Linked DNA regions of Mus musculus: regions 1 and 3 are each linked to region 2. Evidence: chromatin contacts called from public HiCAR-type and HiChIP or PLAC-seq data. All regions are on one chromosome and are shown on one strand. The core of a region is the stretch at or near the end of the contact, and the rest is flanking DNA. Distances in the headings are between cores, read along the strand shown. Region 1 overlaps Gm33906 (a long non-coding RNA gene). Region 2 holds the start of Tmtc4 (transmembrane and tetratricopeptide repeat containing 4). Region 3 overlaps Nalcn (sodium leak channel, non-selective).

What was found. HiCAR-type assays count read pairs that join an accessible place to other places. HiChIP or PLAC-seq counts read pairs in DNA pulled down with a chosen protein or histone mark.
Region 1: an HNF4G HiChIP or PLAC-seq map of pancreatic cancer cells shows a contact between it and region 2. The contact joins the enhancer-like site here to the promoter of Tmtc4 in region 2. A contact is called at or near these places in 6 of 39 promoter capture datasets (cranial neural crest, embryonic stem cells, frontonasal cranial neural crest and 3 more), 2 of 484 Hi-C or Micro-C datasets (both in embryonic fibroblasts), 6 of 115 datasets of contacts at active chromatin or transcription factors (cardiomyocytes, embryonic fibroblasts, embryonic stem cells and 3 more) and 1 of 9 other capture datasets (pancreatic islet).
Region 3: a HiCAR-type map of kidney shows a contact between it and region 2, with 2.9 times the contacts expected there. The contact joins the enhancer-like site here to the promoter of Tmtc4 in region 2. A contact is called at or near these places in 3 of 39 promoter capture datasets (cranial neural crest, neural stem cells and second pharyngeal arch cranial neural crest), 8 of 115 datasets of contacts at active chromatin or transcription factors (acute myeloid leukemia, differentiating embryonic stem cells, embryonic basal ganglia and 5 more) and 1 of 9 other capture datasets (pancreatic islet).

Annotation. Positions count from the first base shown.
Region 1 is chr14:123,239,991-123,243,933 of GRCm38.p6, forward strand. All of the region lies in intron 1 of Gm33906 (a long non-coding RNA gene), which reads left to right. Among named protein-coding and RNA genes, the nearest start is that of AA536875, 73 kb to the left of the region's middle. Within about 2 kb of position 2,466, at least 15 of the 459 cell types and tissues checked have an H3K27ac peak or open chromatin away from gene starts, as enhancers often do. A contact at or near this core is called in pancreatic cancer cells, where this site is marked.
Region 2 is chr14:122,981,234-122,984,750 of GRCm38.p6, forward strand. Tmtc4 (transmembrane and tetratricopeptide repeat containing 4) reads right to left here and starts at 2,050. Exons shown (of 18, transcript NM_028651.3): 1 at 1,939-2,050.
Region 3 is chr14:123,289,915-123,293,485 of GRCm38.p6, forward strand. Nalcn (sodium leak channel, non-selective) reads right to left here. Exons shown (of 44, transcript NM_177393.4): 37 at 3,514-3,571; 38 at 1,818-1,950; 39 at 1,053-1,168. Among named protein-coding and RNA genes, the nearest start is that of AA536875, 120 kb to the left of the region's middle. Within about 2 kb of position 1,362, at least 5 of the 459 cell types and tissues checked have an H3K27ac peak or open chromatin away from gene starts, as enhancers often do. A contact at or near this core is called in embryonic basal ganglia and kidney, where this site is marked.

The sequences.
Region 1 (3,943 bases), core at 1,216-3,715, 260 kb after region 2:
AACTCTTTGGTTCATCTCAGCATAGGAAAACTCAAGTGTCTGCTTAGCAGGAGTGGTAGGGGCTATTCAAATGAGGGCTGTTATAGGCCAAGATTGTATCAGTAAAGCCCATTTTAGAGCCTCACTAGAGACTCTCCATCGCTGAAGCACCATCTTGAGGCCCATTTGGTCAAAAGTGGCTATTTGAGCAGTATCAGGTCTGGGCTAAAGCTTGTTTCTGAAAGTGTTTCCCGTTGGGAGAAAGGAAAAGTGAAGTAAGGGAGCCCCCTTTTGGAGGAGGATAGTTATGAGGGAGCTAAAAGGAAGGGTGGCCAGTCAAGAAGATACAAGTGGAAGAAATTGGAGAAGCAGTCAGGAGAAAGACATGCTTCATATATGAACTCATGTTGGGAAAAATCAACACAGGATTTTCAAACAAATGGTTCATGTATGAGACCCACGAGGAAGATCTTTTCAAAAGGATGTATATACAAGAAAAGGGCTGGACTGGTTCTCCTGTTGCTAAGGTAAGGTTTATTTGTTGCTAAGATAAGCAGTTCTGAAGATGGGCATGGAGAAGGTACAATAGGCTAAGTGTGTGTCCTATGGAGGTGGGAAAGAGCATTCCAGTCAACCCCACTGTGACCTTGGGTTCACTTCCTTTGTTTTCTACAAAATATCCCAAGACCAGTAGCAAAGATAAGCTAAATAAACATAATCTTTGGATGTCTTCAGTACTAACTTTGTTGAGTGTGGTAGGTAGCTGTGACAGGCTGCCAATGGCTCCACCTCCTGGTATCAATGTCTTGGCTAATTTTCTTCCCTTCAGTGTGGGCTGGACCTAGGGAATTGCTTATGAACAGAATCCAGTAGATGCCACTTCTAGGGGACAATTTAGGACTGGGCCTTCTGACTAGTTCGAGTCCTCCCACAATAGCTTACTCTCAGAAGATTGGCTGCTCTACAGAGAGGCCATCCTGTCAATGATTAACAGCAACAACCAGAAAATAGTTAGGGAAGACCAGACTTTCCATCAACCATAGCCTGCTAAATAAAGTGCCTTAAGTCTATCCTTGTAGTGAGTTTGAAGCAACTCTGCTTCCTGCTGAGTCCTAAGAAGTGCTACAGCTCATTCTTACCTTATGCAAGAACTATAGCAGAGGACTCAGAGAAACAAGGCTCTGCTTTTGATTGACAGATGTGAGATGAGAGATTTGTACTGCTGCAATAGATAGCTGATACACAGGGCTGTTATTATAGAAAGGCACCTTCTGCTTTGTCCCACACACTCACCTGGCTCTGATTCCATCAGGGATGAGTCTTGGAAGTTCTCCAATTTTCTCTCTTCCTATTCTTGTAGCTATAGCCCATTCCAATAAATCCTTTAAGTTCTGGGAAGTTACAGGAACTAGAAGAAGAGCTCTATTATTTGTAGAAGGACTTCCAAGCTATTTGACCCCCTTATGTATCTGTGGTTCTCCCTGTTCCCATAGCTGTGCACTATGCACCATGCACTCATGTAAAGCCTCATGTAGCAGTGCATCACTCTGTCATATTCTAGTTTCAGTAATGGCTGTTCCAGGGAGCAGTAACATCCTGCCTTCACTGGGCTTCTGCTTTAGGGTGAGAAGAGAGAGATCTGTAGATTGTTATTAGATGTGACAAGCTGGGGCAGAGGCTAGCAGAGTAAGGTGTCACAGAATGCCAGAGCTGACACTGGCCTAAGGAAGGTATCTGTGAAGTCTTTCTGAGATTTATGGCATCAGAAGACAAACTTAATCTCAGTGAGCCACCCATCAGAGTATGGCTGTATGCTCCAAAAGAAAGTAAATTGTGGGAACAGAAATGTCTATTCTCATTCCTTTCATGAAGAGCAAGGAGACCAGAATGACATGAACAGAATGTATGAGCTGAACATTAGAAGATGGGCAGCTGAGCTGTGGTAGTGGCCATGTGTACAGGGCCCTGCAGGTTATGGTCATGCTGGACACAGTTTTATTATGCAGGAAACTGGAAGCTACTGGGAGATGGTCAGTCAGGAAGTAATGAATGTCCAGCTTTAACTGGATTACTGCTCCAATCTGTGAGGGTCAGCAGAAGCACAATGGTGTAGGTGGAGTGGTTTCTGCCCATTGTAAGTTCCTTTTATTTCTTTTATTTGAAGGGAAAGACATGACAATGATGAATGCTGTTGTCTTACAATTAGGTGTCTGATCAGAACTCTGTCCACTACTATGTGTATAGCCTTATCTACCATCACTGAAACATTTCCCTCATAAGATAAGACAGGGGAACGCCAGGGCCAAAAAGGGGGAGTGGGTGGGTAGGGGATTGTGGGGGTGGGTATGGGGGACTTTTGGGATAGCATTGGAAATGTAAACGAGGAAAATACCTAATTAAAAAAAAAAGACAAGGCTTGAGCAGCTATCTCATGCCTATTGTGACCATTAACTGATTGGTAATCTCAAGTACAGGGCAAGTACCTGCTGTGGCTCCTGTCACTAAACATCACAGGCATTTTAACAATGCTCCGCGCATTCCTGTGGGCATGTAAAGTGGAAATTTCTGTTTTTCTTTTTTTTTTTTTGGAAAGTCAGTTTTGTCAAATGATGTTTTGCCGAGGAACACAGGTGAAGGAATGTTTTGCTAAAGCAGACAAGTGAAAGAAAATTTTGCTGAAGCAAACAGAGGTGAAAGAAAGAACTATTTCTAAACAGGCCTACTTCACCTGTGTCCTAGTAACTTTTCTACTACCTCTGGTGTGTGGTGAGCTAGAGGAGAGGTTGAATGCTTACTAAAGTAGGTTGGAAAAAACCTTATGACTACAGGCATGGAACCTTGGTATGTGGAAACAATGAGCACAAACTAGCAGAGATACAAATAAGGCAAGGCTCATTTATTCTCCAGGCACACCAGTGATGTGTTGGTTCATAGCAAAAGCTGTCTTCCTATGAAAAGGGCATGCCTTCTGTAGTCATGCAGACTCCTCATTTATCCTGAGAGTAATTTCACAGGTTCTGAGATTTGTTCTTCCTTATCTGTAGGCACACAATCATGACCCTGCTATTTCCTGTGGTCAGAGCTAAACTGAATATGGCAAATTTCTAAGGGTGGGGCCCTTGTAGGTTTGTTTACCCATGGATTTGTCACTAGGGCTACATTGCGATTTTTGTAGGCTATAGAAAATTTGGGTTTCACAACCCAATTCTTACATGAAAATATGAAAAGTTTATTTAACTACTGTTTTTGTATAAATACAAATAAATTAACCTTACATAAGTATGTTTTGTTTTTCAAATTAAAGCTTCTTTGTTTAAATAGTTATCCGATATTAAAAGAAATCAAAGCAACTTATTGGTACCTAAAATTAGCATGAGCTGTCACCCTACTTCCATTAGCCAAGGGCACCATGAAGTTTTGAAAGTGGTCATCCAACCTCTAGGGTAGACTGCCATCCATTTTTGTGCTTCAGGGTACAAAGAGAATTCAGAAAGTTTTCACAATGTAATGTGGTTTATTACTAGGCCCCTATTTCTCACCAACATTTCCTTCTGGAATGCAGCAGAGTCAGCACACTGATTTGGATGCAGCAGTAACAGCCCCCCCACATCTTACTAGGCCTCCTACCCTAGCACAACTGCTGCCATGATGGAAGTACTACTTAGGCCTTAGAGACCAGCATATGGACAGCAACACCTGCCAAAACATAAACAAAGATCTAATCCATCAAAGTCCATCATCCTGGGAAAATCTCTAGAGGTACTATCCTTGCTTTTTAGCTTCTATAGTTCTGATTCTGGATAATTGTTCTTGCTAATTGAGGTGCGTCAACCTTGGATGTGGTTTTTTTTTTTTTTTTTTTTTTTGCCCAAAAGCCCATTGTGAGAAAGGCTTGCTTGGGTTTCAAATACTCAGTGTAGTTGCAGGCTGGCTAATAAATACATTCCATTGGTTCGAACCCATG
Region 2 (3,517 bases), core at 800-3,299:
ATACAAATTTCACACCACACAAATAACCCTGATTCCAACTCTCCTTCCTCCAATAGGAAATGACCCTTGTTCTACAAATAAGGCCTGGTGCATGGGTAGATGAAACCATGCCCCACAAGGTGGCAGAGATCTTCATATCCCTGTCAGGGTATAGGAAAGAATACTTTGTTTCTGACTAAGCAACATGTCTTAATGGTCTTCTCCAGGTTATACCCTGACTGGGAGCCATGGCTCCTCAGCCACAGCCTGGATGGTAGCTCACTGTAAGGAGGTGCTAAACAGGATGTGCACAGTGGCTCCAGTTCCAGCAATGACCCATCTACACTGAACCTATTACTAGTAGTCTGAAGAGACAGTCACAGTAACAAAGCTTGTGTTCTGGTGTCTCCTGAACTCTCTGAACTGGCTCCTTAGAGAGGTTCAATGTGGAACAAACCAGTAGTCTCCATCCCCAATACTCAAACTCTTAATATTAAGCCTCGGTTTTATAGGGGGTTAAAATATATTCATCTGTCAATAATCAAAAGGTCAAAAAGACCTCAAACAATATCTCCCCAGAGGCTAAATGGCACTGAGCTGTGAACTGTAAGCTTCCGATAACAATGGTCACAGCAGCCCTGGCTGCAATGAGGCAGAGTGACCCAACCTAATTGATTCACCCCGGGAAAACGGGGAACCGGCTGCAGCCACCTAACTGGAGACTCTTCCACAGGCATGGAGAGCCTCTTGTCCTTTACATTAAGGGCAATGCATCCAGGGCCAGTTGCCCTTCAGGATGGAGGGCAACCTTGCCTCTAGAAATCAGATTAAATAATGTGATAGTTTCTGACCACCCGTATCTGGCACGATGCAGAGAGAGCTAGCACACATTGTGCTAGAGGCAAAGGAGCCAGCCATCCTCTGTAGTGATGGGCCAAAAGCAGAGTAAGGTGAATCCTGTTGTGACCCATCTTCCTAATTCAAGAAGTGGCTGCCCATCTGAGGTTTCACATTCAGAATTTCTGCCTCAGAAAGTTTCCACTTTGCTAGCATGTAACCATTTTCCCACCCAGGTGGGCGAGCATACCTCACTTTGCCCCAGTTCCACCTATAGTGCACAGCTTTCGGGGGATGCAGGTACAAGGGGCAAAAATGGTTCCAGTCAATCCTTACTATAATTCTCCCCATCCATCTGTTCACGGGGAGAGAGCAAAGTGTGGATGATTCAGTGGAGATATCTGTCCTCTAACTCCTCCTTTCTTTTGTGTGTAGTTATAAAAAGAAAGAAAACACAAACAGCCCACAGTCACAACATCAACAACCCAGACTCCCCGTGGAGTTCGCAGGAGGTGAGGCGGTTGCTACACCACCTGCTTGGCTCCCCCAACTCCTGGCAGCCGTTCCAGGCTCCCAGGCCAGTGGTACCAGCTTTGCTCCACAGTTGAGCGTAGAGTAACTGGCACTCCTGGCTCTGCTGGGTGGCTCTCCGTGTAACCCTGGGCGGGCGGCCAAGCTACCCGGCTGTGTCCAGCCGTCGCCCGTGCCTTGGCCAGCTGGCGACCAGGCGCGGGGACCCCGCGGCCAGGTGGCCGCTGCACCCGGTGGACTCCCGGGTTACAAAGCTGTTGCACGGCTGGGTCAGACAGTAGCAGGCAAGGGTCTGGCTCGGCGACCTCGGCCGTAGCAGGGCAGTGCCGGAGCTTGAGCTCGGGGCGCGCACCCTTACCGCGCGCTCTTTGTCCGGGGTGCGGCTTCTACCCAGGCGCAGACCGCCCGGGGCGGCGTCCGCGGGAGGCAGCTCGAGTGTCGGAGCTAACTCTAGTAGAGGTGCAGAGCTCGGGCGCCGCCCCCGGGCCCCAGCGCAGGGCTGGCGGCTCAGCTGAGAGCCCGGGAGCCCGCGCCCAACTCCGAGCGCCCTGCAGCTGCGCTCGGCCCTCAGCGGGCCGCCCCGCGCTTTACCTGCAAGGAGCACGAGCCGCGATCTCATCTCCCCTCCCGCGTGCTTAAACTCCGGCGGCTCCCCAGCCCGCCGCCGCCAGGGGAGGGGCTGCCCTCCCACTCCCACCCCGCCGCGTCCCGCCCCCCGCCGCGCCGCTTCCCACTCGCGGCTGCCCGCTCCCGTCTAGTCCCGCCTCCCGCCGCGGGACCATCGGTTGCCCTTTCCATCACTCACGCTCTCCTCTTCCGCTTATTGGTCCGTGTCGGAGTGACGTCGGAACAGAGCGCTCGCCACGAAGGAGGCGCAGGGGCAGACAGGCTTTGCTGGGAAGAGAAAGCGCAGCTGGGACGCGAAGCAGCAGCGGCGGTTCCCGGGCCTGGCCGCTGTTCCCTGCGGATCCGTGCGTTCTAAGCCTATTCCTGGCTTGTCTCGCACGTTCCGCCGAGGGCTGTGGAATCCCTGCAGAAAATCTCAACTCCACGCTTCTTTCTGTCTGAAGTTGTTGAAGAAATGTCCCCACTTTCTCCCTTTGAAACGGGAAGTGACTTCCTCCTCCTAAGGCCGTGCAACCTCAGGACTGCGCCTCCTTTGGAGCAGTGCCATACAGTCACGACCACTAGGTGCTACACCTCCCTCCTGATGGGAAGGTCACCCACTCAGTTTCCACTCCTAGTACTTATTTGTGCTGCCACCTTCAAGAGAAAAAACCTTTGTACTTTCCACTACCAGACTTACAGACCTCAAACCTCAATGACCTCCGACCCTCCTCAAAGCATCAGTCTCTGATCTGTCTCCCTCTTTGGAGTGGAGTCCGCATCCTCAGCACCAAGTGACTTCCAAGCTTTCCTCTGCTCTATGTGTCACCCTGCCTTTCGCTGCCCTTCATCGCTGAAGCAGAGTGCTTCTCCCCTCCCCCACCCCCACCTCCACCCCCAACCACAGCTGTTTCCAACTTCATTCATTTGGCTTTCATTCAGGGAAACTGCATTTGCCAGTCACCTCTGCTGTCTTCTGCCCTTACTAAGGCCAGAGGACATTTTGCTTCCCAATGCTACCTCATCTCACAATTTCCTCCTCCTTAAAATGCCCTCTTCTTTATGCCTATTGCCTTTTCTCTCTCCTGTCCCCCTCCCCCACCCCACCCCCAAGTCTATTTGACTGGCTTGCCTGCCCTGAATGATCGCTAAGAGTTTTAAAAGCCTCATCCTTTTCTCCTACTCCACAAATTTCCCTGTATGATTTAATCTGCTGCCAACACTCCAATCAATACATTTCAGATTTACACTTCTTTTCCTTGCTTTCTCGGAGTTCAAACCTATTTATCTAGTTCCCCACTTAGCTTCTCCCCTTGTATATGCCACCACATCTCAAATAGTAAGACATCCGTCATGCTTTCTCTGCCTTCCTTCTGGTGGTCTGTGACAGCCAGAGTATCACAAACCAAAGTCGGCTTTAGTCCTGGCATCTAATGAATGGTCAAGGTCCTGATTTATAAGTGCCTCTACCTTTATATGCCTCCTCCACCAACTGACTGATTGTTAGGAATATAAGTTTAAAGAAATTGTGTAACTTAGTAACAATTTTGTGCGACTTGCAATA
Region 3 (3,571 bases), core at 112-2,611, 310 kb after region 2:
TTGTAGTGTTGTGTTGGTACTAAAAAGAATTCAAAGTCTGGAATTAATTTGGATTAGGGATTCTAACCATTGTCATTAGTCTAACCATTTCACCTTTAAGGGGTCACCTCTTCCTTTAAAATATAAGCTCTGTGGCCATAGGAACCTTGCCACTTGAGAATTGCTTTACCTCAGTGCCTAGATCAAGTTAAGCTTTGGGAAGATAAAGATGAGTAAGAGGTCAAAGAAGAGAGGAAGAAGGGAGGAACATGCAGGATGGTAAGGAGGAGGAAGAAAGTGGAAAGGAAAGGAGGTAGCTGAGAACAAGAAACTTGCCTCTGCTTTGGCTAATTCTAGGAAGTATTGGGTAATCTTATGGTTAAGACCTTTACATACTAACTTAGAAGTAGTTTAGAATAACCAGGTCTCCATGTAATTAATTAATTTTTAGTGGTGCCAGGCATTGAACCCAAGGCTTTCTACATGCTCAGCAAACACTTAACCACTGAGATACACCACAGACATCACTTGTAATCCCTGTGTGTGGTTCATCTAGATGACTGCTTAAAGTTGCGGCGATAGTAAGTCTGTAGCAGGCTTTCCCTCTGGGAGCTGCAATTCCCCTCCTTCTACTTGAGCCCAAGGCAGATACCCTTGAAAAATCCTTAATTTTCTTCCCTTGCTGACCTTTTGAAAGTCTAAAGACCAGGCTCTTCATTGTTGGAAAGGACACGAGGAGAGACTACTCTGTCCCCCGGTCATTGCATACACACCTGGCACTGCAAAGCAACAGTGACAGCTCCAAATTTAGTCTATGCCAATTCTCAGATTCAAGATACTTGAAATGTATCATTTGTTCTCTTTGAGATTGAGCAGGTAAACAATGGCCCACTCCCCTCCTACCCCTAGGTTGAGGAAGATCTTGAATATCCAACTCTCTGCTTCCATTTTCCAAGTGCTGGGAGTACAGTGATGTACCACAACACCTAGTTTTATGTGGTGTTGGGGATCAAACCCAGAATCCTTGGGTTTGCATGCTTTGTTAGCAAATAAGCCACACCCACAGTTCCTACCTCTCTTTTATCATCTACCATGTTCCATATGATTTGAAAATGGCGAAGATCATTGTAACTCAAAAGCTGGTCCTCTTCAGTGGAATAAAACAAAGAGAAATTCTCCACAATTATGGCTAGGGAAAAAAATCAGATGTTAGACAAATATGCTAATCTGTCATTTTTTAGAAAAAGTAAAACATCTATTATAAATAATAAATGTTATCACTCACATTATAAAGCCAATTTTTCAAAGTGCTTTTAGTACAGTTTCCAAGCTGGCATGTCTCTCACTTGAACTAAGCTATTTATTCATCACTTGCCTTTCCAAAACATGAGGGTCATGGGCTCAAAGGCACTCTAGTTAGACATTCATGCCAGCTGGCTCCTACTCTTACTTCAGACTTCCAGGGCATTTTTAAGGTCATATTGGGCCTGGATGTCCCCGCAGCTGGGTGAACAAAATATATCTTTAAAAACCAAACTGATGTTTCAAGGCTGTGAAAGTAGCCCTCCCTGATTTGTGTTCAGCTCAATCCATGGGAAGAGCTCTTTGGGAATTAATGAGCATAATAAATAGGACAATTCTTGAAACTGCAATCAACTGCCATTTCCATGCCTTTCAAAGGTCTTTTCAGCTCCTGGGTTGAGAGGCAACAATTTATAATTAATGCCATGAAACACCCGCCCCAAGCAATCCAGGATAATTACTTGAAAATTGTACATAATTATCCAAGTACCTGAGTTTGAAGAGATGGAAAAAATAATTCCATGAACATCTCTTACCTACAAGCAGATTCAGCATGATGTAGGCAATGATGACATAGAATGAGCAGAAGTACATAAGTGCCCCTGCATAATTGCCACAGTCTGTTGCCCAGTATGTAAATTCATCTGGAGTACAAAATGGAGGTTGAACCTGTGGGCCAGTGGGAGACATGGAGGGCATTGAGGGGAGGGAAGGGCACAGATTTCTTCTGACTGTAGTGCTCAATGAATATATTATTGACAGTACGGGATGTAGTTAATTTAAAGCCATCAAGCAAAAGCCATACATGTCGGACATACACATCATTTGCAGCAGAACTCCACAAGAGTATTTCATCATGCTATATAAGCTTTTGGTATTGTAGATGACCCAATTAAATTGCCATTGATAGAAGCAAAATGCAAGTGAACAAGTTGCCTCTGGGACATAAGCTTAACATCCCACCAACAGACTCTGGGGTCAAACTTTATGAAGTCAAATAAAGAGAAACTTTAATATTTTTTAAAATTTAAGCAATGGATTAATTTGTATGGAGTAGATTATACATACCAAATTCACATTCAGGTTGTGTAAGGACTAGTCCCCAGTCTGAGGCACCAAATGAGATGTTACAGAAATGTATAAGGTTCAGATTATATAAAGTGTGTGCATTCCATGGGACTCATTAAAATTCAAATCTGTCTGTGATACTCTCCTGGTTTCTTTCAACCAGATAACTAGCTTTGTCTTCTGGATTCCCACACACTTTTCTGAGAGCCTATATAGGATTTATTTAATTCTGCCTTGGGCTATACCTGATTGGATAAATTTGGTTTCCACTTTTCATGTTTAAAATTCTCTAGACTCTACTATGTGGTATATCTGTGCCAAGTGATAGACTAACAATAAAGACGTACTCCTGTTCTCTGACAGCTGACAACAGTTTAACATCACAGTTTCCAGCACAAGAGGTATTAATTCCATACGGTAATTTAAATTTAATTCATATTAATTAAGATTAAGTAAAAATAAATGAAATATAAAGCAGTTTTTCTGATGCACTAGTCACACTTTAGTAGTTCAATACTGAGTTGCATGTGGACAGTACATGCTCCCTCATAGAATGTTTATAGAGCATCATTGGTGTCTATGATCTGAGAGGAAGGAGAAAGAAATAAGGTTGACTCTACAACTCTCTAGAACTAGTACACATGTCCAAACAAGAAATGTAGAGACCTGTAGAACATATAACCCACGGTTTTAAGTGTGGGCAAAAATGCCTAAAGAAGCAAGCATTAACACCATGACCCAAGGATGATATAGATGTACTGGAAAGAAAGCAGGATACCAAAGGGAAGAATGGCTCAGACTACATGACATATGTGCCTTGTGGAACCTTTAGACCTGTAGAAGGCCTTGTACATGGCCCAGGACAAACCAGGGATTGAGTGTTCAATGAGTGCATTAAATAAATGTCCTTATTTTGATTGCTAAGCTATGAAGGATAAGCAGGAAAGAAAAGTGCTCATTTTAAAATATGAGCATAATAGTTTAAGTTATGTTAAGTGAATATTTTATTCTTTCTATTTATATCTTGTAATGTTCAAAGTGCAACTTATGGACTAGACAGGAAGAATATTTCCTTTAATATAAGTCTTGATGTTAACAAGATTACCATTGGCGTGTGCACATGAGTGTATGGTGAGGCACTAACAATAATAAGGGAATATTTACCATACAATCATGCATAATCTTGTTCCAGTCTTCACCTGTGACAATTCGAAACAATACA